Regions from separate parts of the Mus musculus genome. Here all the other regions are linked to region 1. A link is a contact called in public HiChIP or PLAC-seq and promoter capture Hi-C data. All regions are on one chromosome and are shown on one strand. Each heading gives the region's core, a stretch centred on a gene start, on an enhancer-like site or on the middle of the called end of the contact. The rest is flanking DNA. Distances are from core to core; before and after follow the strand shown.

Region 1 (4,740 bases), core at 1,193-3,692:
GAGTCTCTAGAGTTGGGAGATGATAGGGTATTCTGAAAGGTCTCAGTGAACTCTCTCTCTCTCTCTCTCTCTCTCTCTCTCTCTCTCTCTCTCTCTCTCTGGTTTTTTGAGACAGGGTTTCACTGTGTAGCCCTGACTGTCCTGCTGTCCTGGAACGCACTCTGTAGACCAGGCTGATCTCGAACTCAGAAATCTGCCTGCCTCTGCCTCCCAAGTGCTGGGACTAAAGGTGTGCGCTACCACTGCCCGGCTTCTCAGTAAAGTCTTATTCCACGTGGTTGGAACTAGAAATGAACACCCTCCTCTGGATACCGAGCACTTGATGTATCAGGGCATCCTGAATCCTGATCTTTATCCCCATCAACCTGGGAAGCTTTCCCCTCCCCATTTATATTCTCTCTCTCTCTCTCTCTCTCTCTCTCTCTCTCTCACACACACACACACACACACACACACACACTCGCTCACTCTCTCCCTCTCTCCTCTCCTCTCCTCTCCTCTCCTCTCCTCTCCTCCCTCCTCTCCCCCTCCCCCACCTCTGTCTCTGTCAGCAGTTGTAACTAAGACTGCCCTTAAACTCCCTGTGTAGCTCAGGATGACCTTGAACTCCTGATCCTGCGTCCCCCTCCGGAGGGCTGGGACCCAGGCCTGTGCTACCACACCAGGTAGATGCAGGGCTGGGCTAGGTAAACAGGGATCCATGTGCCCATGTGCCCATGTCGGTAGTATGCTTTCTTCCTATTGGCCAGAAGAGACCCTAGCCATCACCTCCCCTCCCCTCCACTTCCCTCTCTTGCCTGGTGCAGGCTGGGATTCTCCAGATTACCATCACGTTGCCCTTTCCTGTGTTCAGGGGGTCACTGTGTTTAGAGGTGTTTTCCAGAAGGTACCTGGCCATGAGCGTGGTCAATGACCAGGAATGCAGACTCACCATGAAGCTATGGGCGTCAACAGATGGTTGCCACATGGGACACCAGGGGTGCAATGGAGCCAGCAACTAAGGAGGGACACAGATGCCTCTGCAAACCCTGGTTGTTAGCAGTATAGACACCTAGCTGAGGTTCTGAGTGTGTCTGCCCACCAGACCCAAGGGCTAAGCCCTAAGAAGGGCTTTTTGATCAGCCATGAGAAGTCTGTTGAGGGCTCCAGCAGAGGAAAGATGGAAGTGTCCAGGGAGCATGCAGTTAAGGCAAAAACAGGAGATCCTGCAGCATCAAACAGCAGAGAAGGATTCTGGGGGAAGAGGTCTCCACAGACAGCTGATTGTGTGTGTGGTGTTGCCTGTACTGGCCCTGGTTCCCTCCACCCAAGGGTCAAGGTTGGAACTGCATCCCTCTAAGAGGATCACTGGTCCTAGCAGGTGTGCCCTCTGCTGGTGGCTTTGGGGAATGCTCCTCCTGGCTCAGTGCCTTGAGCTGGCAAGGCTTGCTGATGCAGACAAAGAGCTACAGTACCCTGGTGGAACAGGGGAACATATGGTAAGAGGAGCTGGCCAGAGAAGAGCTAAGAGAGGCAGGGTGAGGTGTGAGTGGGAAGGAAAGGGAACAAAAGAGTGGTGTGAGGGACAGAGAGATTGCAGGTGTGGAAGTCAGAGATCTTTGGAGTTTAAGAAGATGTTGAGCATAACATACATAGAGGTAGCTGCATGAATTAGCACCGTCCAACTGAACAGTTACCTTGCTGGTGACCTTAAGGCCTTCTCCCTGGGCATCCAGCAGCCGGGTCCTAACATCTGGACAAGATGTTGAACTAGAAACCACCATGTGTCTCTTGTGTTCTGGCTTCTGTCACCACTGTGCTGGTCTCCTTCTGGGTGCTGCATGATGGTGTGTGTGTGTGTGTGTGTGTGTGTGTGTGTGTGTGTCCCGTGACATTTTGTATAGACCCATAGTTCTCTCTTTGGTTGGTGGTATTGAGGTGTTTCTGCTCTGGAGAACTGTTTCTAGGGACCTTCCTGCTCTCCTGGTACCTGACTGGGGCCCCTCAAGTTATGGGGCAGAGCCTCAGTTTCCTCCTCTGTAAAATGGATAGTTACACTCACCTGGCAGGATACCCTGTGGATTGTAGAAGCTGCCTCCCCAGGTATGTGGCTATAAGGGATAGCAGGCTTCCTGACCAAGAAGGACCCTCAGAGGCGTGGGCAAACTGGCCTCTGAGGGACAGAAGGTGGTGGCTGGTCCCCAGCCAGCTGGGGACAAAGCAGGGATTAGTTAGACCCCCAGGCTTAGCCCATGCTCTCCCTATAGCTTGAGACGGCTACTAGTAATTCTTTCTACGTCCCCAGTACCACTGATGACGCCTGCCCTCAGCAGGATAGGGCCAGAGCCTGACTGCCAAGCCCTGCTGGCATCATACTGCCTGGGGTAACATGGGAGGCAGGGCCAGGGGGATTAGAATCTCTGAGCCATCACATGCTGCCAGGGGAAATATGTGCTACAGCTTCCTTGCAGTCAGGAGTCTCAGCTTCTCCTAGTCCCAGCACCCAGTGACAGCCCCCAGGACAACACCTGCACTCCTTCTTAAAGTTCTGGTAAGTGGGCCCCCCATCCCTGGCTCTATGTATATATGTATGTATATATATGTGTGTGTGCATGCATGTGTGTGCATGTATATGTGTATGTATGTGTGCATGTATTCGAGCTTGTGTATGTATGTGCATGTATGTGTGCATGTATTTGTGTATGTATGTATGTGAATGTGTATGTATGTGTGTGCATATTATGTGTTTGTGTGTGTGTGTGTGTGTGTGTGTGTGTGTGTGAGTGGAGGCCAGAGGTTAGCTCTGGGTGTCATTCTCTGAGAACTGCAGGGACTGTCTACTTCGTCTCTTTGGACAAGGTCTCTCACTGGTCTGAAGTTCACCAAGTGGGCTGGGTTGGCTAGGGGAGCCAGCGAGTCCCAGGGATTTGTCCAACCCCGTGTCTCTGGTCCTAGGATACAGATGCTGGGTGAGGGGCCCTGCACCAGATTTTCCATGTCTGAGACTTATGCTTAGGTCCTCGTGCTTGAGCTATCTCCATCACCCATTTAAAAAGAACATCTCTATTCCATTCTAGTTACTTGTTTGATGTGCACGTGCGGTGCACACATGCGGAAGCCAGAGGAGCACTGTGGGAGTCAGTTCTCTCCTTCTAGCATGTGGATCCCTGGGATCAAACACAGGTCCTCAGGCTTGGTGGCAAGCGCCTTTGCCTGCTGAGCCATTTCACCTAAGCTCCTCAGCCCTTTTTGAAAGCTGCGGGATGGAAGACATCCTCTAAGGACCACCGCTTTGTAGGGTGTCATGAGAAAGAGGGTATCACACTGGCATGTTCTATGTGCCTAAGCTGATAGGACAGACACATCGCCCTGAATGTCCTCCATACCTGACCCTCCTGACCTCAGACTCTCCAGTCCTAGGCTCTTTAACCATCTTATCCCCCATCTCCCCAGCATGACCCAGTCTGATGTCAGGCTCACATTAATTAAAGAGCTTTTTCTCCTGGACTAAGGTCTGAGACAACCTAAAAAGCTCTCAGCTCGGGGGAGGATAGACGGCTCGGAGATTAACAGCGTGTATGAGTTCTGCTTCAGACCTGAGCTCAGTTCCCAGCACCCACAGTGGGAGCTCACAACCACCTGTAGCTCTAGCTCCAGGGGATGCTTCACCTCTGGGCGCTGGGGGCTTGTGCACGGAGCCACACACAGATACACAGACATATACACTTCCTTCAAAGAACAAAAACTGAAAAAAAAAAACAAAAAACAAAAAACAAGAAGTCTTCTGGGTGAGACAGTCACATGACTGGCAGTAGCCACATGACTATGAGGCCCCAGGTATGAGGGGCCTGGGAGCCTGCCCACCCCGCAGATTCACAAGAAGAGGTTGAAGGTTCATGGCCTTGCTCTACTGCCCTCTTGGGGTATGATACCGATACACAGTTATGGTGCCCACAGTCTCCCAAGGCTGGAGGGCCTGTAGAGTCTTGAGCTTTGAACAATTGCTCAAAGGGACCTCTAGCTCATGAGTGAAAGAGAGAAAATCACGCTAACATTGTCAGTTCCTGCAGTTTGCCTTGAGGTTCAGGTACCTGGGGACTGGTTCTACCCCAAGAGACTGGCACTCTCTGTGATGAACGCCAGACTCTCCCTCTCTCTCTCTTTCTCTCTCTCTCCCTGTCTGTCTCTCTTTCTCTCTGTCTCTGTCTCTCTCTGTCTCTCTCTTTCTCTCTCTCTGTCTTTCTCTCTGTCTCTTTGTCTCTTTCTCTTTCTCTCTCTCTGTCTCTCTCTGTCTCTGTCTCTCTCTGTCTGTCTGTCTTTCTCTGTCTCTCTCTCTCTCTCTCCTCTGACAGTTGCTCAGGGAGCACTTCTGAAGCTGGGGAACCCCTGGGAGGGTTCAGTGGCCAGACGCCCATGTTGAACATCAACTCCCTGAAACCTGAGGCCCTGCACCTGCCACTTGGGACCTCAGAGTTCCTAGGCTGCCAGCGGCGCCACACACTCCCTGCCAGTGAGTTCCGCTGCCTCACACCTGAGGATGCCACCAGTGCGTTTGAGATTGAGCGGGAAGGTGAGTGGCGCTTGGGCGGGTGCGCTTGCCTTTGGGAGGCAAATTTGAGAGCTCTCTCTCTCTCTCTCTCTCTCTCTCTCTCTCTCTCTCTCACACACACACACACACACACACACACACACACACACACACGGCAGGGATGAGGAGAGATGGGGGAAGGAGGGAGGGAGGGAGGGAGGAAGGGAGGGAGG
Region 2 (4,740 bases), core at 623-3,122, 510 kb before region 1:
GAATTAAAGATTAATGTTTACAAGTTTAAATTCCAAAGTTTGAGCATCATACTTAAACTTCAATTATTGCTGACACATTTGTTTCAGAAGTGTGGCTCAAGTTATTCCTTAGAACCCTACTGGTAGCAATGAGCTATGAACCAGGTGCTGAGGCCCAGGAGGGTAGATACCACCTAGGTAAGACTCAGTTTAAGAGACAAAAAATTCCCAGTATGGTAGCACATGCCTTTAACCCCAGCACTCAGGAGGCAGAGGTAGGTGAATCTCTGTAAGTTCAAGGCCAGCCTGGACTACCTAGTGAGTCCTGGACAGCCAGGGCTCTATTACACAAAAAACACTGTCTTGGAAAAACAAACAAAAAGGAATCACTCCCAAATAATGAAACTAAAGAGCCCTGGTGAATTCCTTGCACTTAAAAGCCTGAGGTAGGAGGACTGCCTCAAATTCAAGGCCAACCTGGGCTACAGGAATGAAACCATACCTCAAAAACCAGAGAGACTGGTAGAAGTGGGGACAGTCATTAGATGGCATCAGAGTACTTGGCTCAGCCAAAGAACTGGACAAAGTATACCAGAAAACAATGTAAGGTTTCTCAGATTACAAGATAAAAAGGTTTGAGTTCGTATGGTTCCATTCAGCTGTCTCCTCCTGTCCCAAATATCCTTTCTTGGTGCAATAAAAGAGGGGCAGCTCAGGTTAAAGAAGTGGTCACCAGGCACATGTGCTGGCCAGCCCCTTCCCAAGACCTACGCACACGAGGTCAGCAGAACCTGGCCTTGTCACTGCCACCTTCTCCTCTGAGTCAGCTTCCCAGGTGACAAGTCCCAAGATGGGTGCCTGTCTACACTGGGTGTGGGCTCTGACCTCCATCATGTCTCTCTTGGCTCTCAAGTTAATCCAAGCCCGGATAGTGCAAGTCAGGAGAGTCAGAATTCCAAGGAACAAGAAACAAGAGGAACAGAGAAGCCCAGCAGTTCAAGGAGGGGAGAGAAAAAAAGAATCTTAAAGTTGGGAGACCTTTGTTCGGGGAACTGACACAAGCCATTAAGAATTCAAGAGAACCAGGCAAGAGACAAGCCTTTATAAGGGTCACCGGGTTAAGTAGTTGACAGACATTTAGTTCCACCACCTCTAGGGCCTCAGCCTTTCTTTTGGAACTTGAGAAGTTCTGGAATATACGAGAAAACTGTACAGGAGTAGTTAAGCCTATTGACTTTGGGGCCAAGTTACCTTCCTTCAATTCCCCTTCTGTTACTCACAGCACAATGGTCTAAGTTATTTTAACCTCATTAGGCGTCACTTGCCCTACCTGTAAAATGTGTCTAATAGTTTCTGCGGCACAGGATTATGTATTACCTAAGGTAGAGCTGACGCAGCATAGTAAAGACGTAGTGAACGCCTAATAAATAGCAACTATGTTTTAAGACTTCGTTTGGGAAGGGGTTCAAGAAATCACCCGTGGGCCTCACTCGGCTTCCCAAACAAACCCTGACACCATTCTCTGGCCCCACCCCCACCCATCACCCCAGCTGATCAGCACTCCGGCCCTCCCCAACGACCCACCCACTCCCTCCAGCCCCGCCTCCGGCCGTTACCACCCCTTTCTCCCTCTTTCCTCCCCCCCCACGCCCCCCCCCCCACAGCGCTCCATCAATTTCCTTCTCCACCATATCCCACCGCCCACCACACACAGTGGCCGACACCCGCCCTTCAAGTCTCCAGGATCCTTCCGCCGTGTTTTCACCTCTCAGTGTTGTTGACGATCACTCCGCCGCCCTCTGAGTGATTCTTGTTGAGCGCCATAGTCTCTCCCACTGGGGTCCCGAGACTCGCAACGCTCTGCGCTTGCGCTGGTCTTTGGCCCGCCTCTAGTGGCGTCGTTCGTATTACAGTCAGCCAATCATAGTTCCTGCGCGCAGGCTGACCAACCACCTGATCTGGACTGTCACGTGGGGAGAGTTTACTCCCGCTCTCCCTCCCCCAAGTTGCACCTGCATCACAAACAAGCAGCCAACTACAATTCCCAGCAGGCAGTGGTCCGGCAACCGCGGCCTCGCCCTGCGTTTAGTGACGAGTGCATTCTGGAATTTGTAGTCTTTTTTTATATTATAGGCCAGGCTAGAGATTATATTTACAAGACTACTTAAACATTTGTACGCCTCTCTCATCCTAGCTTCCTCATGTTAAGCAAACTCAATCGAAGAAATGTAACTTAAATTTGATGATCTGGTGTATGGTACATTTAAACATTACGTAACCAGCCGTCTTCATTTCCGCAACTGTCATGAGTAGTTCGCGCTTACATTTGGGTATTCATTGCAAACTTACAGAGCAGTGCGAGATGCAGTCCCTTCTACAGTGGACTGGCAAAGCCCGAAAAAAATAAAATACGCCACTTTAATCGACCCAGATCCAGATCCCGGACCCAGAGTCGGACTGTGAACTTCTGGGGACTGAGCGGTCCGCTCCCCACCCTCTTCCCCGCCCAGCACCTGCCGCCTGCCGCCTCGCGATGGCGCTGCTTCCTGCTCTGATCTAGCGGATCCCGCTGCAGAAGTTAAACAGCAGGGTTTAAACAGGACCTAGAATAATTGAGTGGACTGACAAAGCACATGACCAACCGCCAGGTAGGACTTTGAAAATACCACTGACTCGTTTCTGCTAGTGGGTGTCTCCCCACTGCGCTGTAGTGAATCTAAACTCCACCTCTGAGTTGTATCTTTCGCAGGGCTGTCGAGGGTTGGGAGAACTCTTCAGTTTCTGGGTGGCATCTTAGCGTACCTACCCTTAACCTTAAGACACCAGTGTTTGGTTTGAAGCAGACAGCATGGTGCCCTACATCCTGGAACATTGCCACAGATTTGAGGCCAGTTTGGGCTGCATAATGATTTCCAGACCAGCCTCAGCTGCAGAGTAAAACAGTTCTGGGAAATGGCAGGTACATTATTAACTCACAGTGCAAGAGACCCTTCTGTTCGCTTTGGGGTTGTTTGTCTGTTTGTTTGTTTGTTTGTTTGTTTGTTTGTTTTTCTAGGTGCACACTAATAAAAGTCAAATGGCTACAGATTTTTGTTTGTTTGGTTTTTGAGAAAGAGTCCTGAGATTACAGGTGTGTACCACCGAGCCTGGGTTTACAAAGTTATGATGATCAGTTGAGTCCAGTATTCATGCACATCACGAAAAGCACTGTTCTAAGCTGGACTATGTCCCTAGCCAGCCCAGCAGTTTTTAAAGAGCATAGTCCAAGATGGGTATTAGTAATGACGCAATCAGGGATCAGAGGTGAGAGGACGGCTGGGGGTTTGAGCCCTGGCTCCTTGTTTGTGTATTCAATTCCAAACCGTCCAGCGACTCTGTCCCACAAAGATAAAACAGCAACAAATCCAGTAAAAGAAAATCCATAGCCACATCTGGTGGCACACGCCTTTAGTCCCAGCACCCGAATCAGGTGTTCACAATGGACAATGGTCTGTAACTCCACTCCAGGCAGTCTGGTATCTTGTTCTGGCTTCTTTGGGTACCTACATTCACACACACACACACACACACACACACACACACACACACACACACACATACACACGCAAATAAGAAGAAGAAGAGAAAAAGAGGGAAATCCTTTCCCGGAACCTGAGGATCTTTCCTGACACTCAGAGTGTTGCTAACAGGACGGGTGCAGAGTTCATCTCAGGACCCGAGTCTCTGAGAGGGAACACGTTTCTAGGCTCTGATAACACCTCTCGGTGGTTGAGACTCACTGAAGTCACTGGTTTTTTTCCTCTTAACCTGATTGTTATGTTGGGCAGACAACTTACGAACAGCCTTGTTTGGGCCAGTTTCCAACCACTTGACTCCATAAAGCCAAAAGCCTGCTTCCTTGAGCGAATTGTTGGATTGGCCTGGCCAGACTGGTGTTTCCTGATCAACACTTCTGTTCTCTGTAGATAGGAATATTTACGGGTAGGTTAGCACAGGTATCTTTGCTTTATCTCAGCTTCCTCTTTTTTTAAGGATTTATTTATTTATTTATTTTATATGAGTACAGTGTAGCTGTCTTCATGCACACCAGAAGAGGGCATCAGATCCCATTACAGATGGTTATGAGCCACCATGTGGTTGTTAGGAATTGAATTTAGGAAGAGCAGTCAGTGCTCTTAACCGCTGAGACATCTCTCCAGCCCTCAACTTTTTTATTTTTTTATTTTTGTTTTTGTTTTTTTGTTTTTTTGTTTTTGTTTTTTTCGAGACAGGGTTTCTGTGTGTAGCCCCGGCTGTCCTGGAACTCACTCTGTAGACCAGGCTGGCCTCGAACTCAGAGATCTGCCTGCCTCTGCCTCCCAAGTGCTGGGATTAAAGGCGTGCGCCACCACGCCTGGCTTCCTCAACTTATTTCTTAAGAATGTTTTTAATTAGTTATTTTTCTTTTCTTTTCTTTTCTTTTCTTTTTTTTTTTTAACTTCCTTGTTTGTTTTGTTGGTTTGATTTTTTTGAGAGAAGGTTTCTCTGTGCTCTAGCTCATTCTGGAACTTGCCCTGGAACTCCTTCTGTAGACCAGGCAGGCCTCAAACTCGCAGAGATCCGACTGCCTCTGCCTCCAGGGTGCTGGGATTAAAGGCATGTGCCACCATGCCTGGCCTGCTTTTTTTCTGTTGTTTTGTTTTGTTTAGTTTGTTTGAGACAGGATCTTGTTATGTAGCCCTGGCCAGCCTGGAACTCACCTTCTAGACCAGGCTGGTCTTG
Region 3 (4,740 bases), core at 1,602-4,101, 450 kb before region 1:
GTTTCATCTGCTCCTGACCTGGTTCCTTGAGTACGTGACCACGACACCTCACATGGGGATGGTGACCACTAGTCACACAGCACGGAACAGTTCTCCATGATAATCTGGATGGGCTGGCCCCAAGGATTTAGCCAATGAACCTTCCTGGACATTCCTTCCTGTTTAGTCTCTGGTCTACCCTGAGTAAGTTGTATGCATCCACTGTCACCACCAATGAACAGTATGGACAAGCAAGGACTGTCTCTCTCATCAAGAAGCCTTAGTCATATGGAGATGCCCCACCTAAGTCTCCCACAGAAGGCCCTGCAGCGCTCCAGGACACTCACCCCTCAGCTAAGCAGGACACCCTCCCCCCCAGCTCATCACAGGCCCTGCATGCATTTCCTCAGCCTGCCTCATTTCTCACCCAGGTTGGGGAACTTAGGCTACGTTGGTAACCTAACACCTCCCATCTTGTCTGCCTGAGCAGAGTTCACAACTCCAGTGTTGAAACGGAACTGGGAACCACAACCCCTAGCACTGGGGTTTGAAGCAGACACTGTGCCTGGCTTCTGTGTGGATGTGGGAGAGCCTCACTCGGGTCTTCACGCTCTGAGGGTGGGGTGAGTACAGCAGACACTTTTCCTCACTGGACCAACACCCCGGCCCCAAATCAAACATCATTGTTGAGCAGCCTGACTTTATCTAGTTCTGTCCCCCTGATACTCCAGGAAAGGATGAAACACTTGACCCACTAAGCTGACCTATGCAGTCTGCTTCCCGGAACTGAACAGGGCTCAGCCATACAGCAAATGAGATATAAAGTAAAACTCTGGCATCTGGACCCCAGACTGGGTCCCAGCGTGGGAAACTGAGGCAGATGGGTTTCCTAACTGGTTATCAGAATCACCTTTCAAATGACTCAAAGGTAGCTGGGCTATGGAGGTTTGGTCTGTTGCTGTGTATTGCAATGCTAAATACTGGCTCTGGTTGCCCCCAGGGAGAAGGGATTCTCAGGTAGACCCTAGACACAAGTGATGCTATGTAACCTTGCCCCCAAAGTTATCCCTGATTGGTGAATAACGATGCCTACAGCTGAGCAGAAGGGAGCTAGGTGGGATTTTGGTTCCCAGGCTGGGTGTCTGAGGTGGGGACTAAGAGGGAGGGAGAGAGAGAAAGTGGACACAGAAGATGCCATGGGGTTAGGGACCATGAAAACTGGCCATGAGGGCAGTCCAGCTGGAGGAAGTGTCATATCTCGGGGTTACTGGCAGAGAAGTAGACATAACAGTATTGAGTAGATATGTGCCCAGCTCTAGTGCTTTAAGGCTTTGTGACTTGTATCTAGGAGTTGAATGATCAAAGGTGAGTAGAAACCCCTGACTGAGATTAAATAATTATAACACTGGGCAGTGATGGCACACACTTTTAATCCCAGCACCCAGGATGCAGAGGTGGGCAGATCTCTGAGTTCAAGGGCAGCGTGGTCTGTATGAGTTCCAGGACAGGCAGGGCTACACAGAGAAACCCTGTCTTAAAACAACAACAAAGAAAGAAAGAAAGAAAAACAAGGAAAGAAAAACATGATTCAAAGGTGGTTATGAACACAACACACACCTAAGTCTTTTTTTTTGTTTTGTTTTTTTTTTTGTTTTTTCGAGACAGGGTTTCTCTGTTTAGCCCTGGCTGTCCTGAAATTCACTTTGTAGACCAGGCTGCACACTTAAGTCTTGGGTAGAGTTAGTAATAGTTTTAGGCAGATTTAAGGAGATGGGGCACCAGCTGGTGGCAAATGCTTTTAATTCCAAAACTTGGGAGGCAGAGAGAGGCAGGTGGATTTGTGGGTTGAGGCCAGCCTGGTCTATATAGTGAGGCCCTAATCTCTAGCCAGGCCTTGGTGGTTCCCAGCTGCACTCTCAGTTAACTGGGAGGCGGAACAAGGCAGTCCTCCATCATCCTCGTTACACAGTGAGTTCAAGGCCACCCTGGGCTAATAAGACCCTATCTCAAACAACAAAAACCAAAAAGCCAAATAATGCATCTTTTTGTTTTGTTTTCTTTTCCTTTTTTGTTAATTTTTTCTGTTTTTTGCTTTGTCTTCATTTTCTTTCGTTTTCAAACAATGCATCTTTACTACCCCATACTACCACCTCCATCCCCAAGACAGGGTTTTTCCGTGTGCTCTGACTGTCTTGAAACTCACGGTGTAGATTAGGCTAGCCCCTAAGTCAAGAGCTCCGTTTTCCTCTGCCTCCTAAACGCTGCGATTAAGTGCGTGGGCCTCCACCATCCGGCTGAGTCTCAGTTTTACAGACAGATTAAGCTATGCGTATATCACTTGGACGTTTGCTTAAATTCAGAACTACACGTCTGAGGGGCACGCAGGTCCTTCTCGTTCCGGGGGCCCACGGGGACCAAACTGGGGGAGAATACGTCGCTCCCGCACCTGTCTCCTTCACGAAATGCTCCCGGTAGGTCCGCCACCAGTGCGGGGCGCGCGCCTCCTGCTCCGCCCGGCGGCGGTACCGCTCGAAGCTCCGGTACTTCTCCAGCCGCTCCAGGTTGCTCACGTCGATGTCCTCGTTGGGCATGGGCCCGAGCGGGGGTGTCCGGCGGCTGAGGAAGGCTGCGGGCACAGACAGGGACGTCACGCAGGCTTAGGACCGCGACCGGAGCTACAGAGGCCCAAGAGCTCCACGACCTCACACCACTCACCCGAGGTGCTGAAGCCCCGGCATCTCCCAATTCCGAAAAACGCCGCACGCCACCAGGGCGCCGCCATCTTTCCCCCAGGTCGCCAAAGACGCCCGTAGGACCCAGACAGAGGTGGCCGGAGAGAAGCCTGCGCGTCCGGCGGGAGGCTCCGCCTCCATAGCCCCGCCCCGTGGGAGACCCCGCCCCCCGCCCCGCCCCGCCCCGCCCCGCGGTCTCAAGCTCCTGACGTAATGCTGAAAGTCCTGGGACCTTCCCATTGGCGCAAAGTCTAAGAGAGGTCTGATAGTGCGGGCCCGGAAGATGCCTGTTGGATCGCGCGGGGCTGAGAGCTGCCACTAGGAGGCAGCACAAAGGTACAGCTTCAAGAACAACTATGGGTTTTGACCCCAGGGATCTCACTCACCTTCCTCTGGCCCTGACACAGGGATTGATAGAGGAGGATTCTGGAGTCAGACTTGGGAATAAAACAGGTAATAATAGTGCTCGCTTCGCAGGATTTGCACCTTGGTGCATCTGTTCTCTCTTGATCATCTCCAATTCACAGTTCTAGTGCTCTCTACCGCTTTTTGACCCAGCCTCAGCCCTTCTGCCCTGGAACTCAAGTTTCCAGTATAGCAAAGCTCTACTCCTTCAGCTTCTCCCCAGATCACAAGGTGTCTGCTGTTGTTGTCTTCTCCTTCTGTGACCTGCCGGCCCCGAAGTGCTCTCTCAAGGAAGTCCTGACATCCCCAATCCAGGCCAATGACTGCTAGTTTTTTTGCTAACAGAAGTCTGACCCTTGAACTCACAGTGAAATGCAGTGAGGTCTCGATATCCAGCAGAAATGGCCACAGCTTAAATTCCACAGCACCCAGGCAGCTAAGCCTCTCACCATCACTTCTAATTCCTCCAATAGTGAGCAGCTGCTGTCTGACAAGTGTTGGAGTTCACAGGTCAGGACACCACAGCCTTGCCTTGAGGAGTTGATGGGTACTGAAGGGTTCTTGCTGAGTGTGAGGGGAACTGAACACTTGCAGGGTGTTCATATGGTCTCACTTGCTGTTTTATCCTTTTGTTTCTGAACCCTCTTATATGAGTCTCTCCAGCTCCTCTCTCTGCCCTTGTACTGCTGAAGAGTCATGGTGTCTCCACGAGTGGGTGGAGACTGCTCAGCTAGGTAGCCTGTTCTTCGTTCTGATTCTCCCTGTCTGGGAAGCTCTGAAGAGAGGATCTTGTTTGTATTTCAACTGTTTGAGAGACCTAACAAGGATTCACACATATCCAGCCTGGAAGCAATGGCTCTAACAATATTAATTTTAAATGAGCTAGGTTTTTGCTATATACCCCTGCCTACTTGGCAGTTATTTTGTAGCCTTGAACTCACGACAGTCATTTTTATTTTCTTGTATATTACATCCCAAACCCCAGTTTCCCCTCCCTCCTCTCCTGATTTCCCTGCCTTGGTCCACTCCTCTTCCTCTTACCATGGCCTCCCAAATGCTGAGATTACAGGCGTGTGGTGATACCACACTGCCTCACGTCAGAGATTTGAATTCTTCTTCACATCTTCCTGACACATGTCAAGGTCCCTGGGAGCACTTCCAGTGCCCCTCATGCCACCAGGTGCAGTTCTGCCCTCTGCTCCTTCCCCAGCAGGCAGTCTTCTGACACACTCACTCTTGCCCCCTCTCATCTAGATTGTTACTCACAGCCTCAAATTGGTGTTTGAGACAGGGTTCTCTGTGTAGCTTGGCTGTCCTGGAACTCACTCTGTAGAGCAGGCTGGCCTTGAATCCTGAGGTTTGCCTGCCCCTGTTGCCTGAGTGCTGGGATTAAAGGCATACATGACCACTGCCCAGCATCACTTTTATTTATATTTTTATGAGACAGTATCTTTCAGTGTGTCGCAGACTCTCCTAATTCTCAAGCCTACAGCCTCCGGAGTGCTGGGATCACACCTGTCACTAGCACAGCCAGCCTCCTGAGTGCGGGATCACACCCGTCACTAGCACAGCCAGCCTCCCGAGTGCTGGATCACACCTGTCACTAGCACAGCCAGCCTCCCGA
Region 4 (4,740 bases), core at 566-3,065, 360 kb before region 1:
TGTGGGACATGGGTTCTTTAATATCTTCAGCACAGGTTTTGTTCTGCTTCTATGAGACAGGCTCTCACTATGTACCCTTGGCTAGCTCAGACTCACTATATAGCCCAGGCTAGCCTCAAATTCATAGAGATTGCCTGCCTGAGCCTTGAGTGCTAGGATTAAAGTTGGCCTGTGCCACCATGTCTGGCGCTGAGCACAAAGGTCTCCTAGGTACTTAAAGAATTAAGCCATGGGAAGCAGCCAGCTCAGTGCCTTGGAGTCAGCACCCAGTATGTATCATTTTATTTTTATGTGTACGGATGTTTTGCCTAAATGTATGTCTGTGTATCATGTGTGCGTCTGATGCCTGTGGAGACCAGAACAGGATTCCCTGGACCTGAAGATGAATGTAGAAGCTGGGAATTGATCAGAGGTCCTCTGGAATAGCCAGTGCTCTTAGCCATTAAGCCATCTCTCCAGGCCCCAATCTCACTGTGTGGCCCTAGCTGGCCTAGCCTCCAACACACAGATCCGCTAGTCTCTGCCTCTGTCTGGAGTGCTGAGATTAAAGGCAACGTGTTAATTTTTATTGTACGGAAGCGAGCACTTTCAAGGTAGGGATGCCAGTGTTTTGCTGGCTAGGGCATTCCCAGAGGCTAGGGCAGTCTGGGCATAAAGAAGAGCTCAAGGAGTTGACACCTCTGAGGGGAACAAGGAGCCCTCAGCAGGACGTGTGAATGAAGTTACAGGAGTCTGGGACTGGGACCAGGACGCTTCTGGGACTCCAGGGAGAGCCCAGCCTCAGGTTGGGCCTCCTGACAGAGATGCTTCTGCTGGGAGCTATGCACCCCACCCTGGGCTGGGCGCAGTGCCTCAGGGAGACAGGTCACTGCAGTGAGAGTCTTAAGCACTGTCTTTCCTGTTGGCCCAGATGCCCAGCCTCTGGGTTGGCACCCTGATCACTGTCGAGGTAATGGGTACCTGGATCTTTGCCTTTCATCTACACTCTTATCTTGACACCTCTGCACCCCGACCGACACCTGAATCCAGGCAGGCTGCCATCTCCTAGAGAGGGCTTGGGGCCAGTGAGTGGGATGAACGTGGTCAGTTCTCTCTGCAGAGAGCCACTGATCAGAGCATGGCACCACCACCTCCTGTCACCCCCATGAGAAAGGCCTCCTGACTCTTGAAGGAGACAGACAAGACCCAGGGTTGGGACCTGGGGGGAAAGTGGTTTAGGTGGGGTGTACTCCAGCTCAGAAAGCCCTCTCTCTCTTGAGCCTCTTACTCCTGCCCACCCTGAATCCACACTCACTCCAAGATTTAGCCAACCCAAGTGCACCATCAGGGTTGCGTGCCAAAACAGGGAGCCAGATTCTGCTGGTCCCAGCCATCCCGTCCCGCACCTCTGAAAGGGCACCCTTCCCCTGTGCCCCCCAACATCCCTCATCCGCAGGAGAATGTGGGTGGCAGCAGGCTATCCATCCCTTGCTCAACCTGGGCCACAGGCAGGAGAGAGGCCCTTGGGCCCTTAGCCTAAGGACACCAAATGCCAGAACTGAGCTCTGCCGCCAACAGGTAGTTGGAACATACCTGGGCCCTGCACCACCCTGATCCCAGCACCGCTACCCAGGGCCCCACTCACCGATTGTGCTTGTTGGGGGAGCCCTTAGGGGACCCCTTGGCTGGGGAGCCCTTGGGGGACCCCTTCCCCTGGGAGCCTTTGCTCAGCCCCTTGAACATGGTGGTGAAGCAGGTGCCGGCTCAGGCTGGGCTCTCCTGGGAGGAGGGCGGCGGGAAGGCGACGCGCGTCCTCGCTGGCTACTAGCCGGGCTCTGGGGAGGTGGGGCGGCGGTCGGGGAAGGCAGTTTCTGGGAGGCTCCTCCCTGCAGGTGCGGTGTCTCTGCCAGGCCCGGCCCGCGCATGCCCCAGCGCCCGCCCCGACGTGCGCAGCCAGCTCCTGCACAACCAGTCTGGGAGGAGAGGGCACAGCCCAGGGGCGGGGCGCCCGTACGACTCCCACGGAGGTTTGGACTTGTTACACCCACATGCCCAGCCAGAGAGCGGGGATCACACCCAGGTGGGGAAGTGGCCAGGCTGGAGCATAGCGAGACAGACTGACTCAAGCACTTGTTCAGGTCCTGGCTCAGCGGGTCCTAGAGCTGGGGTTAGCCAACCTCAAAGGCTCTTGCACAGAGGTCCACTATCAACCGGGCCCCCACCCATAGCTCGGCCTGCCAGGAGAGGTGGAGAAGTGGAGAGGTGGGGCCACCCGGGCCTTGCTCTGTCTCCCACGGAGTGCTAGTAGACATTCACATCAGACAGCTATCTTTTTTTTTTCTTTTAAGCTTGAGAGAGGCTTTTGCTCTGTAACCCAAGCTGGCAACCAACCTCCCCGCCTCAGCCTCCCAAGTGCTGTCATTACAGGTGGGAACCACCATAACTGCTCTCAAATCTATTTTTAAAATGCGGGTGCCACCCAGCTGGTTCTCCATGTTCAGATAGGAACTCAGACTAGCTTCTGAGAGGCCAGGCTACCCAATGCATACCTTCTCAAGTCACGACCAGAATTGATCAGCCCTGTAGAGGAGCCGCAGGTCTCTGAAGTCCACAAGTACCCTGCTTGTTACTTTGTCTGGTTTCCAGGTAGAAAAGCCACTGACTAGTCCTTGTGGTTTCTACCAAGTCAGACAGACTGTCTGATGATCACATTGTCTTAAGATTTAGTGGCATGGGGCTGGAGAGATGGCTCAGTGGTTAAGAGCACTGACTGCTCTTCCAAAGGTCTTAAGTTCAATTCCCAGCAACCACATGGTGGCTCACAACCATCTGTAAAGGGATCTGATGCTCTCTTCGGGTGTGTCTGGAAACAACTATAGTGTACTCATATAAATAAATCTTAAAAAAAAAGGGGGGGGGCTGGTGAGATGGCTCAGTGGGTAAGAGCACCCGACTGCTCTTCCGAAGGTCCAGAGTTCAAATCCCAGCAACCACATGGTAGCTCACAACCATCCGCAACAAGATCTGACTCCCTCTTCTGGAGTGTCTGAAGACAGCTACAGTGTACTGTATATATTAGTAAAATAAATCTTTAAAAAAAAAAAAGATTTAGTGGCTTGTCTCTCACATCTGACGCCAAGTCAACTCCTATTTCTAGCAGGGCCTCGGTGCAACAGAAGAGGCCCAGCCGTCTTTTGGCTGCATCTCACCAAGAAGCTACTGATCATGGCCACTGAAGTAGAGAGAAGATTCCATTTTCAGCTCCTGAAAGAGGTTGCTAGTAGCAAAGGGAGCCGAAGAAGGCGGAGGGAGGACCTGGCAGAGCCAACAGCCACAGGAAACACAGTGGCCTACGATGCCCACTGCTCCAGGCACAAAATGATTAGTGAGATGTCATCAAGGGTGCAAACCACTCAGCCTTTGTCCCAGCCCTCCCCCATTTCAATCCCGGTGACAATTTCCTTCTAAACACTAATGTCACGCCTGCAATCAGCTCTCCTCCCAAGGGGCTATTTAAGTGACTGCATAGCCCAGAGGTCCGCACTAACTACCACCTTCCCCCCCAGCCTGGGTGTCCACACAGCTGTCTTCACCTTTGAGACAGGGCACTTCCCGGGAGGCAGTAGCTGTGGGAGGTGGGGTGGAGTGGTGGAAGGTACTCAGACAGCAGCTGGTCTGAGCCATAGGGCTCCAACTCCTTTCCAGAAGCCCTCCAGGCAGAGACCAGCACTGTGGTGGCCGAGCACAGCTCCCAGGCTCAAGGGCTAATTGACTCACTGCAAGAAAAAAACAAGAGCTGACCTCCTGGTGTGACTGTCCACTGTCCGAGGAAATCAAATCAGCTCCCAGCGGAGGGCTGGCCAGCTGCAGGCAGGAAGGCTCCCGGCTCTGATCCGCCTCGTTGTGGCTGCTCCACATCTGAACATGCCTAAACCAAAGTGAGATGTATACTCCAGGTTCAACATTTATACTGTCTCTCAAAGGCTTTCCATGGAAAAGGACAAAATGTCGAGCTCTTTCCCAACATTAATGATACGTCGCAATGATGCTTTAAATATATTGAGTTAAATATATTAATCCTCCCCACATCACACCCCACCTTTTAAAATGGTTTTTTATTTTGGCTTTTACTATTGGGGATGAAGCACAATTCGGTAGAGGGCCAGCCTAGTGTTCATGAGGCCCTGGGTTCGATATCCAGAGCTGCATAACCCCAGTGTTGTGATCCTTCCAATTCAAGACTGGATCGGTAGAGGCAGGAAGATCAGTAGTTCAAGGCCACCTCTGCCTATTTATTAAGTTTGAGACCAGCCAGAGCAATAGGAGGCCCTGTCTTAAAAAGAAATAAATAAGCATAAATAAATAAATAAATAAATAAATAAATAGGGGGCTGGAGAGATGGCTCAGCAGTTAAGAGCACTGGCTGTTCTTGCCAAGGACCCAGGTTCAATCCCTAGAACCCACGTGGTGGCTCACAGCCCTCCGTGACTCTAGTTCCAGGGGATCTGACACCGTCTTCCACCCTGAGCCTTGCATGCCTGGTGTGCACAGGAAAGGATGTAGCAAGACACTCACATAGAATTTAAAAATAAAATTTAAAATAAGTAAGTCGGCCGAGCAGTGGTGGTGCACAACTTGAATCCCAGCACTCAGGAGGCAGAGGCAGGCAGATTTCTGAGTTCGAGGCCAGCCTGGTCTACAAAGTGAGTTCCAGGACAGCCAGGGCTACACAGAGAAACCCTGTCTCGAAAAACCAAAAAA
Region 5 (4,740 bases), core at 1,665-4,164, 320 kb before region 1:
GGAGAGTGACCTTACAGGGAGAATATCCCTGGCTCCTTAATCAAAGACAAACAGACCTCAGCAAGCACTCACACCATGAAGAAATTATTTTTATTCTTTATGTGTGTGAGTGTTTGACTGAATGTATGTCTGTACACTACATACATGGAGTGCAGGCAGGGGCCAGATGAGAGCTTTCAGCTCTCTGAGACTGGAATTCCACACGTGGTTGTGAGCCACCTGGATGGTGCTTGCTTGCTTTTTTTGGAGGTTTTTTTTTTTTTTTTTGGTTTTTTTTCGAGACTGGGTTTCTCTGTGTAGCCCTGGCTGTCCTGGAACTCACTCTGTAGACCAGACTGGCCTTGAACTCAGAAATCCGCCTGCCTCTGCCTCCCAAGTGCTAAGACCAAAGGCACGTGCCACCACTGCCCGGTCCTCTGGTGCTTTTCACACTGAGCCATCTCTCCAGCCCTCATAAAATGTTAAACTTAGAATACATACCTTTTGAAAATGCAGTATAATGCTGAACCATCTAGGTACATTTTCCCAGATAGCAGAGTGAGCAGGAGTTTAACAAAGGCAGCTACGTTAGAAAATGCCACAATTACTGCACGGTGTGCAGGACACTAACCTGTACCGCTGGAAGTCTCCGTGCCGTAAGCCATGCTGCTGCTGCGACTCCTTAATGATCTGCAGAACTAGAGCCTAGGTCAAGGAAAAGCTTCCGGGGTGAGAAGACAGCAGGTCAGGCGCTGCCCCAACGGCACACTGAACTGTGGGAGCCCAGGGATGGTAGCCTCCGATCCTTTTGTAACTTTCCAATAGTCACTTTATCAAAGGACAAGGCTAAGTTTATACTTTTATGAACTGTCCCAACTGTTACTATTTTCAGACAGAACTAGAGGGCAGTACTGGTAGGGAGTCTCAAACCCAGCAGATTGTTCTAAATGCTGCCTCAGAGGTACCCACCTGGATCTCACATGCAAGGAGACTCCAGTTATAAATGTCAGGTTCTAACTACACAGCTATATGCCGCAGCCAGTGCTTGCCAAATTTACATCTTGTAACGCTCAAAATCTATGATCAGCACAGTGTCAACCAAGATACGCCAATTTCCATTAAAAAAAAAAATCCAAGTTTTTCTTTTTCCTGGGCATTCTAACATGTAGTAAGAACAATAATACCAGAGCAAAAAGCAAAGTACGAATCCACGAGAATTTACATACACACACACACACACACACACACAAAGTGCATGTTTTATTTCAGAAATTCCTCTAAACCACCTCCATTTGGTATGCATCTCAAAAAGCCACAAGGGACTCCAACAATAGTATATGCCTATTATCTCAGCATCAGAGGGGACGGCGGGCGATGAGAAGCAGCTCAGGGCCAAATTGGGCTACACAGCCAAACTCTGTCTCAGAAACCAACAAACCAGCTGGAGAGGGCTCAGTGGTTAACAGCACTTCCTGCTCTTCTGGAGGAATCCAGGTCGGCTCCCAGCACCCACGTGGAGGAACTAAACATCTGTAAGTCTAATTCCTGGAGATCCATATGTTCTTCAGGCCTTTGTGGGCACCAGGCACACATGTGATACACAAACATGCAGGCAAACACACACATAAAATAAGATAAAGCAACATTTAAAAGTATTTAAAATAACACGTTAAAAAAAAAAAGCCACATGCTATTAGAACCACACAAATGATATATAAGCTAATACAAACCAGAAAATGTTTCCTGAGGGTTGGGAAGACTGCTCAGCTGGTAAAGGACTTGCTGTTAGCAAGCATGAGGTCATGTTGGGATCTCCCCAGAACCCACGTAAAAAGGCCATACTGTTGTTTGCACACGTAATCCCACAGCTGGGATGGCAAGAGACAGAAAGATCCCTGGAGCCCACTGGCCATACAGTCTATTCCAAGTAGTGAGCTGCACTTTTGGAGGGAGACCCAGTCTCAAAGGTAGAGAATTAGGAAGACGTTGACCTGTGACCTGCAGACACAGCACCAGCGCTTACACCTACACCCATACCCATGCGGACTTGGACACTCAAAAAAAAAAAAAAAAAAGTAACTCCTACAGTTCTTCGAGAAGAGTCCAACAAGATAAAATGCCTTACAGACCTACTTTTGAAAAAACAAAAAACTATACACATGATATTAACAAACTAAAGTAACTACTATTCAAAACAGGTAAGCAGCAGCTTTCCTGGAGAGCACTCTCCCTCCATTTTCAAAGCATCTCGCTGTTTTATGACCCAGGGTTCGACAGCTGTCCGACAACAGCTCCACGCTGAAATGTCAAGGCTGCAGTTTCCCCTCCACAGTCCGGTGGCTCAAGGTACCGACCAGGAGCTCTGTGGGGTGGGCAGGGTGTCAACCCCGGCTCAGCCCTCCAACTGGACATCTGAGGGGCACAGAGGGAACCCTGCCTACCATCTCTATACCCCTTGCAAAAACAAGCTCCGGAAAGCCAGGACGAGAGGCAAACCATGCACACGGGAATGCCGAAAGTGAAGGGCAGGAGGCAGCGGCGCACCTCGGCTCCGCAGCCCGGTGCTGGCCCCCGCCGCCTCGCCCGCCCCCAGCCCTCCGAGCGACACGTAGTCATTGCGAGTTAGGCCACCGCTCGAGGATACTCTCCAAACTCAGGCTGTCCCCGAACTCTTTGTTTGCCTTCGATCCGGCTGAAGGGCGTTCGTTTTCTTTATTCTCGTCTCCTCCGGCACTGCGTCCGCCACCGCTCCCTCCGCCGCCGCCGCCGCTGCCGCTTCCACCACCACCACTACCACCACCCGGGATCTGCTTCTCAGCAGCCATCTTGCCCCTGAGCCGCAAAGCACGATGGAACGGAGCAGGCGAGACGACCAGCGGCGAGAGAGAGCGGCACTTTCCAGGCTGGGCCGATGGTACACTGACGGACTCCGCCGCAGACCGCGGATGTCTTGGGCCTCTGTGGTGTGTTGGTGTGCGCCTGCGCCTCCTGGGTTGAATTCGTGGCTGTTGCTGGGTCTCCGCATTTCTAAGGATTAGCCTCGCTTCAAATCTACCAAGGATAGGAGGACCCGAGAAAGATGCCCACCTCATGCATCCTTGCACCCAGAGAATGGTAGTGTACGCCTTTAATCCCAATACCGAGGAGGCTGAGGCTGGAGGATTGCCTCGAGTTGAGGTCAGTCTGGGTTGCACAGTTAGACCTTATTTAAAACACACACACACACAGACACACACACACACACACACACGAAGAGGCCTCGGTCAGAAGGCAGTGTCCCCAATAGGAGCTTGAGACCCGTGGCCTCCTCTAGATCATGTGACCATCCAAGTATGACTTTTATTAATCTTTGCGGGCGAGTACACCAGGAGTCTCAGTCTTGTGCCAATCACGGCAGGTGAAAAGAAGCTGGCCGCGTAACTCAGTCTACCCTTTTGTGTTACTAAAGGAGGTTGCAAAAAAATGTATGACTCCAACCCTTCCCCCCATCGGAGTTCAGAGATCAGCTAGTGTGGAGTACTAGTTCTCCAGCAAAAATATCAAGGAAGACTGGGCCTGGGCAGATGGCTCAGTGGTTAAGAACACTGGTTGCTCTATCAAGATGATCTGGGTTTAATTTTTAGCACGAGAATGGTGGCTCAAAACCATCTAGAATTCCAGTCCCAGGGATCCAACCCTCTTCTGGCTTCGTAGTCTACAAAACACATGTACACAGACATACGTGTAGACAGAATGTTCATATACATAAAACAAAATAAAAATAAAGGTTAAGGCTTTTGAAAACAAAAAATTAGACAAACTGCTTTCAGAAGGTGGGAGGCAAAAACTAACCTCAAAAAGTGGTCCTCCGAATTACACTCACATACTGAGCTGTGAAGCATGGGCCTGCACACACACACACCTAAACAATAAGCCATGGAGATGGCCCAGCAGGAAAAAGAACTTGCTATATAAACTTTTTAAAAAAGATTTTTATTTATTTATTATTATATCTAAGTACACTGTAGCTGTCTTCACACACAGATCTCATAACAAATGGTTGTGAGCTACCCTGTGGTTGCTGGGACTTGAACTCAGGACCTTTGGAAGAGCAGTCAGTGCTCTTAACCACTGAGCCATCTCTCCAGCCCCCACCTCTTTTTTTTTCAAAGATTATACTAAAGGTGGTTTATTGGGAAGCTGCTCTCTGACTGAGTTCACAGACCCCAAGAACTGAGGCCAAGTCAGTTGCCATGAGGAAAGGGGGAGGGGAGAGGAACGGAGGCCTGCAATCCCAGGGTGCAGCTAAAAATACAAATAAATGGTGTCTTAGAGTTTCTGCTGATGTGATAAAACATGGTGGTTTGAATAGGTCTGGCCTCCATAGACTCATGTGTTTGAATGTTTGGCCCATGAGGAGAGGCACTATTAGGTGTGGGCTTTAAGGTCTCTTTGCTCAATCACACCCAGTGTGGAATTAGAGCCTCCTCCTAGCTGCCTGTGGAAGACAGTCCCCTTGTCCCTTCTTGGCTTCTCCAGCCCCATGTCAGACTGTGTGCTGCCATGCTTCCCACCATGATGATAATGGACTAAACCTCTGAACCTGTAAGCTATTCCTCACTAAATGTTGTCCTTTATAAGAGTCACCTTGGCCACGGTGTCTCTTCACAACAATGGAAACCTAAGGCAAACATCATGATCAAGAGCAGATTTGAGAAGAAAGGGTTTATTTCATCTTAACTGCTCTCAGGTAACAAATAATCCACCTCTGAGAGAAGTCAG

What was found. Promoter capture Hi-C pulls out the DNA fragments that hold promoters and counts their contacts. HiChIP or PLAC-seq counts read pairs in DNA pulled down with a chosen protein or histone mark. Capture Hi-C pulls out chosen DNA fragments and counts their contacts.
Region 2: a contact with region 1 is called in an H3K4me3 HiChIP or PLAC-seq map of bone marrow-derived macrophages, with 4 times the contacts expected there. The contact joins the promoter of Wbp2 here to the promoter of Aanat in region 1. A contact is called at or near these places in 2 of 39 promoter capture datasets (neural stem cells and pre-B cells), 1 of 484 Hi-C or Micro-C datasets (embryonic stem cells) and 2 of 115 datasets of contacts at active chromatin or transcription factors (bone marrow-derived macrophages and large pre-B cells).
Region 3: a promoter capture Hi-C map of embryonic stem cells shows a contact between it and region 1, with 2.7 times the contacts expected there. The contact joins the promoter of Mrpl38 here to the promoter of Aanat in region 1. A contact is called at or near these places in 3 of 39 promoter capture datasets (embryonic stem cells and pre-B cells), 2 of 115 datasets of contacts at active chromatin or transcription factors (embryonic stem cells and large pre-B cells) and 3 of 9 other capture datasets (embryonic stem cells, liver and pancreatic islet).
Region 4: an H3K4me3 HiChIP or PLAC-seq map of embryonic stem cells shows a contact between it and region 1, with 19 read pairs. The contact joins the promoter of Evpl here to the promoter of Aanat in region 1. A contact is called at or near these places in 2 of 39 promoter capture datasets (both in embryonic stem cells), 1 of 15 datasets of contacts at CTCF or cohesin (embryonic stem cells), 5 of 115 datasets of contacts at active chromatin or transcription factors (embryonic stem cells, large pre-B cells and pancreatic cancer cells) and 2 of 9 other capture datasets (adipose tissue and embryonic stem cells).
Region 5: a contact with region 1 is called in a promoter capture Hi-C map of liver. The contact joins the promoter of Srp68 here to the promoter of Aanat in region 1. A contact is called at or near these places in 3 of 39 promoter capture datasets (liver, pre-B cells and stem cell-derived epiblast-like cells), 1 of 484 Hi-C or Micro-C datasets (embryonic stem cells), 3 of 115 datasets of contacts at active chromatin or transcription factors (embryonic stem cells and large pre-B cells) and 3 of 9 other capture datasets (adipose tissue, liver and pancreatic islet).

What each region holds. Positions count from the first base shown.
Region 1 is chr11:116,591,245-116,595,984 of GRCm38.p6, forward strand. Aanat (arylalkylamine N-acetyltransferase) reads left to right here and starts at 2,443. Exons shown (of 4, transcript NM_009591.3): 1 at 2,443-2,530; 2 at 4,332-4,549. The coding sequence starts at 4,393.
Region 2 is chr11:116,085,123-116,089,862 of GRCm38.p6, forward strand. Wbp2 (WW domain binding protein 2) reads right to left here and starts at 1,873. Exons shown (of 8, transcript NM_016852.3): 1 at 1,745-1,873. The coding sequence starts at 1,803.
Region 3 is chr11:116,136,017-116,140,756 of GRCm38.p6, forward strand. Mrpl38 (mitochondrial ribosomal protein L38) reads right to left here and starts at 2,852. Exons shown (of 9, transcript NM_024177.3): 1 at 2,695-2,852; 2 at 2,426-2,605. The coding sequence starts at 2,761.
Region 4 is chr11:116,236,276-116,241,015 of GRCm38.p6, forward strand. It overlaps Evpl (envoplakin), which reads right to left and starts at 1,816. Exons shown (of 22, transcript NM_025276.3): 1 at 1,625-1,816. The coding sequence starts at 1,722. It overlaps Gm33250 (a long non-coding RNA gene), which reads left to right. Exons shown (of 8, transcript XR_389161.4): 8 at 1,872-1,951.
Region 5 is chr11:116,271,303-116,276,042 of GRCm38.p6, forward strand. Srp68 (signal recognition particle 68) reads right to left here and starts at 2,915. Exons shown (of 16, transcript NM_146032.3): 1 at 2,624-2,915; 2 at 611-677. The coding sequence starts at 2,804.